Linked DNA regions of Mus musculus: region 1 is linked to region 2. A link is a contact called in public Hi-C data. All regions are on one chromosome and are shown on one strand. The core of a region is the stretch at or near the end of the contact, and the rest is flanking DNA. Distances in the headings are between cores, read along the strand shown.

Region 1 (2,700 bases), core at 157-2,656, 340 kb before region 2:
GTTGCACTCTGGCAACAGTGTACACTCTCACAGGAATTGTGGCAAGAAGTGGCTGTTGCTGGTAAGGGCTATATTCTTTTATTTTATTTTATTTTATTTTATTTTATTTTATTTAGTTGGGGTTGTTTCTGTGTGTGTGTGTACAAATGTGTAAGTACACGAGTGTGTGAAAGTGTATATGTGTGTATATGCAGGTGTACATGTATCCATGCATGCGTGTGCACAGATGTACATGGACGGGAGGAGGGATGGATGGGGGGAGGGAGCACACATATACATGTAGAGGCCAGAGAATAACTTCAGGCACTTCCTACGTTTTGTTTTTTTTTTTTTGGTTTGTTTGTTTGTTTTGTTTTGTTTTGTTTTTTGAAACAGGATCTCTCTCTCTCTCTCTCTCCCTATCTCACTGGCCTGAAAGTTATGGAGTTAGGCTGTCGGGACTAAGGCTGTGGAGTAAGGAATCTGCCTGTGTCCACCTTGCAAGCACCGAGATTCAATGCCCATATAACGATGCCTGACGTTTTCTATGGGGGTCCTGGGGATTAAACCCAGGTCCCATGCTTGCCTTGCACTTTGGTAACTGAGCTATCTTTCCAGGCCTTTCTAGGTATTTTTGAGACAGACTTTCTACATAGTAAGGCTGATTCTCCTGTCCCACTCTCCTGTGTGCTGGGACACAGACCTTGCCACAATAGGTACAAGACTATGCTTTTACAAGGGAAGAAGTGTGGGGCTGAGGGTGTGGCTCCATGGTACATCACCATCTCAGTACACAGGGGACCCTAAATTTAACCCCCAGCAATGGAAAACACATCACACATGCAATCCACATTAATCAAAGCCATAAACTGGCGCCCTTGCATTTTTCATCTTGTAGGAAGACATTGATATGCTAGGTGCCAGCTAATTTAACTTGTGCGTGTAAACTTCATGTAGAATATAAAAACCCGAGATCAGACTGCCCCAAAGTGGACAGTATTCTGACAGCTTCGATCCTCCCTGTATCTAGTCTGTTAGGGATGGTTCGATTGGACCATCTGGGTGGAAAGGGAGAGAGACAAGACAGAGCACAGTTGGAAGACAGCTCTTAGCAATGTCACAAACAAGAACATGTTTTCACAATCTCCACCAATGGGAATTCTCCAGCCTCTCTCTGTAATCCAGTCCTAATGTTGAGCAACCTTCAGCATCAGGAAACTCGGCCATAAATAACCCAATCCTTCACGCAGCTTAAACCCATTTCCTCTTGCTCTCGGCTCACTGGAGATGGAGAACAGCTGGTCACCAAGCTCTTTGTCACTGGATGATTGGCTCCTGGCTCTGGACCACTGTCATAATGAGGAGTCTGACTGGTTCCATATTCTGCTGTCTGCACAAGCATGTAAACTGGGGAGATAAAACACTCTGCATGCTGAGCTTCAGAGAGACGCCACCAGGGGAGCCTCGCCCCGCGTCATGTCACCAGGCTGTTCACAGTCTATAAAATTTCGAGCGTGAGACTTCTGCACAGAAAACATCATGTTTCTTGGAAACTTGTTCCACGCTGTGAACCTAACATCAGATAATGCAGGGTCTCCTAATGCTAGCAATGGACTGAGCACTTAATACACACTTTCTGGGTGCCTGCCATCTGCCTTTTCTCCCACACTCGCCACAATATCATACTCGGAATGAGGACTAACGCCGCTTTGCAGGAGTGGGAGTTTCCTCCGAGAGGTTAACCTGTATGTCCATGTTTATATGCTACAAAGTGAGATAGGAAATATCCCAAGCCAACTGTCAGACCGCAGATCTATGCTCTCTTCACCATCCCTCATGCTGGAAAATGTCACAAGGCTTGCAACATGACAGAAGTGGAGTTGTTTGTGTCATCAGCCTGAATGGATGAGTAGAAACCAAGAAGTCATGGGGTGGGGAGTCGAATGTGGTGTTCCTCACACAGAGCAAACATAAAATTCAAAAGAGCTGTGTTGGATTCTTTTCATACAGAATCCAGTGAGAGCCCCCAGTCTCACTGCGATGCAGACACTAAATGATTCCTAAATTCTCAGCTCTGGGAGGCATTCCCAAGCATGTGTTTCACAGCTTGAACCAAAAGTTAGGTGTGGCCGGACACTAAGTGGTCATTTTGGATCACGCCCTGCCTCAGTATCTTGTCATAGGGACAGTAGGTGTCTCATGTGATATATTCACTCCTGTATGCCCAGCGCAGTCTCATGGTGCTGGAGGCATATTCTCTCTCTCTTTCTCTAGCTTTTTCCAGCTATACATTTCCTTACTACACTTTTTTTTTTTTAAATCTGGCATTAAACTAGAATGAATCCTTTAGCAACAGGGAACTGTTCTGAGACACACATCATCAGGCAAGTTTCTCACAATGCAGGCATCATAGAGTGCAACCTGGAAGGTACAGGGTAACCACTGGACATGACCTCCAGAGGTCATCAAAAGAATTGACACACATTGGGCTGGAGAGATGGCACCGTGGGTATTGGAAATTGCTGTACAAAACAAACAATCAAACAACACAACAACAACAAGCAACTTGGCATGGCTGCGTATACCTGTAACCTAAACACTATGCAGGGCAGAAAGAGATTCAGGAGGCTGGTAGGGCTTGCTGGTCACTAACCTAGCTACCAGTGAGAGACTCTGTCGCAAAGTAATAAGTTGATTATTAATAGAATGGGACACCTGATA
Region 2 (2,727 bases), core at 153-2,652:
AAGCTTGTAATAAGAATCAGATGTACTACAAGTTGCACAGAACTAATTGGATTCAACAAAATCTTGGAGATGTTTCTGCTTTTTTTTTCCCCTTCCCCCTCCCCCATTTTTTTTTTTTTTTTTTTTTTTGGAGCAGTCTAACAATTTAGTCAAAATAGAAACTGCCTTCTTTCAATTCTCAGTAACAAATGAAAAATATACAGGGCAGCATAAGAAAACAATGTGATCTTGTTCCATTGAAACACACACACACATACCAAGAAAACTACAAACATACACACACAAACACAGAAGAAATTATACAATGACACACACACAAATAATTTACCCAAACACAAAACTAAACCGTCACACATGCTGAAATCTGTGGGTACGGATACACAAAGGCAGGGCCTCTGCTCCATCTCAACACTTGCTGCGTGCTCTAAAGTGACAAGCCCCAAAAATTGAAGTATGCATTGGTTGTTACATTTACAATAAATAATTTAATATTTGCATGCTTTCCCTCCTTTAAAGGAAAACAATCAAAGGACAAAAACAGTTCGTAAAACTGTCCTAGATCCGAAGCAAACCTCGTAAGCCAGTGAAGTAGACCACACTGGGAGCATGCTTTATTTTCCTTTGAGAATACTTTATTTTCCTTTTTTTTTTAATACTAAGATTGCAAAGCAGGTGGGGGAGGGTAGAAAGGGAGGAAAGAGAGGGTCAAGTGAGATGCCATGGAGATGAGGGAGGAGAAAAAAATAGCTAGGATAACATTACTTAGCAATGAATACTGGATAAATGAAAGAAGCAGAGAGAATCACATAGCCTGTATTTCTAGAATCTTCATATCCTACCAACACTTGAACTGTCAGCCCGTCTATCAGTATTTCCATCAAAAGACAACTGAACTGATAAAAAAACATAACACAATACAAGATGGGTTCTTCTGTACTATGAGAGCAAAACAAAAACCACTCTGATGATAATAATCATAACAGCTCTTCTGCCACAGGCCCTTCCAAGGGAACAGTGCCCTGCCCACAGTGTCTGCTGCATGGCCACTCATGTCCTGTGCCTTGTTTATCTAGGCCCCCGTACTCAGATTATTAAGGCAGATAGGTGAATTTGATTTCAGAGCAGCAGAGGCATGGGCTGTCTGACAAATTTGAGCATGGCCTGGCTCTAGGAGACAAGCTAGACCAATCATATCTTCTATCTGTGGAAGTGCGATTAAGAAAGACAAGAGAATCTGCCAGTTGGCAATCAAGCAGAAACTGCAAAGTTGCCTGGAGGTGAATTTGGGGTATCAGTGAGCCAAAGCCACTTGCATGAAGGAGTCTGGAGGAGTTTGGAGCTATTTGAAGGAAGTTAAGAGGGAAGCCCACTGGGGCAGGCCAAGAGCTGCCGGCCTCTGCTCTCAAAGGGGTTTGTGAGCTCTTCCTGTAAGAGCTGACCTCACACATCATCTCTTTTAGTGCTGGGGTAACCAAAGCATGTCTCTATCCTTGAATTCCCAAAGAGATGGATGAAATGCCCGTTTTGGCTATTTCCATCTCTAGTCCTTAGTTAACAGAAGGACTGGCTGGCAAGCTTGTTCTTTTTTTTTTTTTTTTTTTTTTTTTTTTTTTTTTTTAGCAAAACAAAACAAAACCCCAAAACGATAATTTCCTGGGACAGAACTCTGGAGATTCCAATTAGATAAGAATGACAAATTCCCCTGGTACTTGATGCAAGAGACTGTCTTTGGCATCCACTGGCTTGCTTTATGAACAAGAAGGGGTCCACTAATCCTGTCTTCCTTCAAGTTTTCGTCTCAGCTCTCTTTCTATATCTAAAAACCATCAAAATCCCAAAAGAGCTTTCCTTTAACATAATTTGTATTTTCCTCATATCAAATTTAGAGTATTTAAAGGGTTCATTAAGAACAGTAAACCAATCCCATGTTTTATTGCAGTCATTTTACAAACATCACAAACGGGGCCAGCAGGATGGTTCAGAGGTTAAAAGCATTTCCTGCTACGTCTGACAAACTGAATTTGGTCCTTGGGACCTGCATGGTGGATGGAAAGGATAGATACCAGCAGGCTGTCCTCTGACCTATGTATACTCTCTATGTTGCATACACATTCCCGCCCCTGCAATGCACACACACACTATTTATTAATGTAATAAAATTTAATAAAGGAAAATCCAAGTGACAGAAGCAGCACACATTCCTTGGCTTACAGTTTTGTTGGATGTTTCATACCAAAGGTGGAGAGACTGGGAGAGAGCTTAATTCTGAAGGTTTTAGAGGAGACTCCATCCTTTTTTTTTTTTTTTTTTTTTTTGTAAGATTTATTTATTATTATATGGGATTGCAAACTGGTACAACCACTCTGGAAATCAGTTTGGTGGATCCTCAGAAAATTGGACATAGTACTACTGGAGGATCCAGCAATACCACTCCTGGGCATATATCCAGAAGATGTTCCAACATGTAATAAGGACACATGCTCCACTATGTTCATAGCAACCTTATTTATAATAGCCAGAAGCTAGAAAGAACCCAGATGCCCCTCAACAGAGGAATGGATACAGAAAATGTGGTATATTTACACAATGGAGTACTACTCAGCTATTAAAAACAATGAATTTATGGAATTCTTAGGCAAGTGGATGGATCTGGAGGATATTATCCTGAGTAAGGTAACCCAATCACAAAAGAACTCATATGATATGCACTCACTGATAAGTGGATAT

The links. Hi-C and Micro-C count contacts between places; a contact is called where the count stands out from the background.
Region 1: a contact with region 2 is called in a Hi-C map of the N1E-115 cell line, with 2.6 times the contacts expected there. The contact joins two enhancer-like sites.

Annotation. Positions count from the first base shown.
Region 1 is chr1:78,337,012-78,339,711 of GRCm38.p6, reverse strand. All of the region lies in intron 1 of Sgpp2 (sphingosine-1-phosphate phosphatase 2), which reads right to left. Among named protein-coding and RNA genes, the nearest start is that of Gm51634, 18 kb to the left of the region's middle. Within about 2 kb of position 1,406, at least 32 of the 459 cell types and tissues checked have an H3K27ac peak or open chromatin away from gene starts, as enhancers often do. A contact at or near this core is called in the N1E-115 cell line, where this site is marked.
Region 2 is chr1:78,001,821-78,004,547 of GRCm38.p6, reverse strand. No RefSeq gene overlaps it. Among named protein-coding and RNA genes, the nearest start is that of Gm26263, 100 kb to the right of the region's middle. Within about 2 kb of position 1,402, at least 3 of the 459 cell types and tissues checked have an H3K27ac peak or open chromatin away from gene starts, as enhancers often do. A contact at or near this core is called in the N1E-115 cell line, where this site is marked.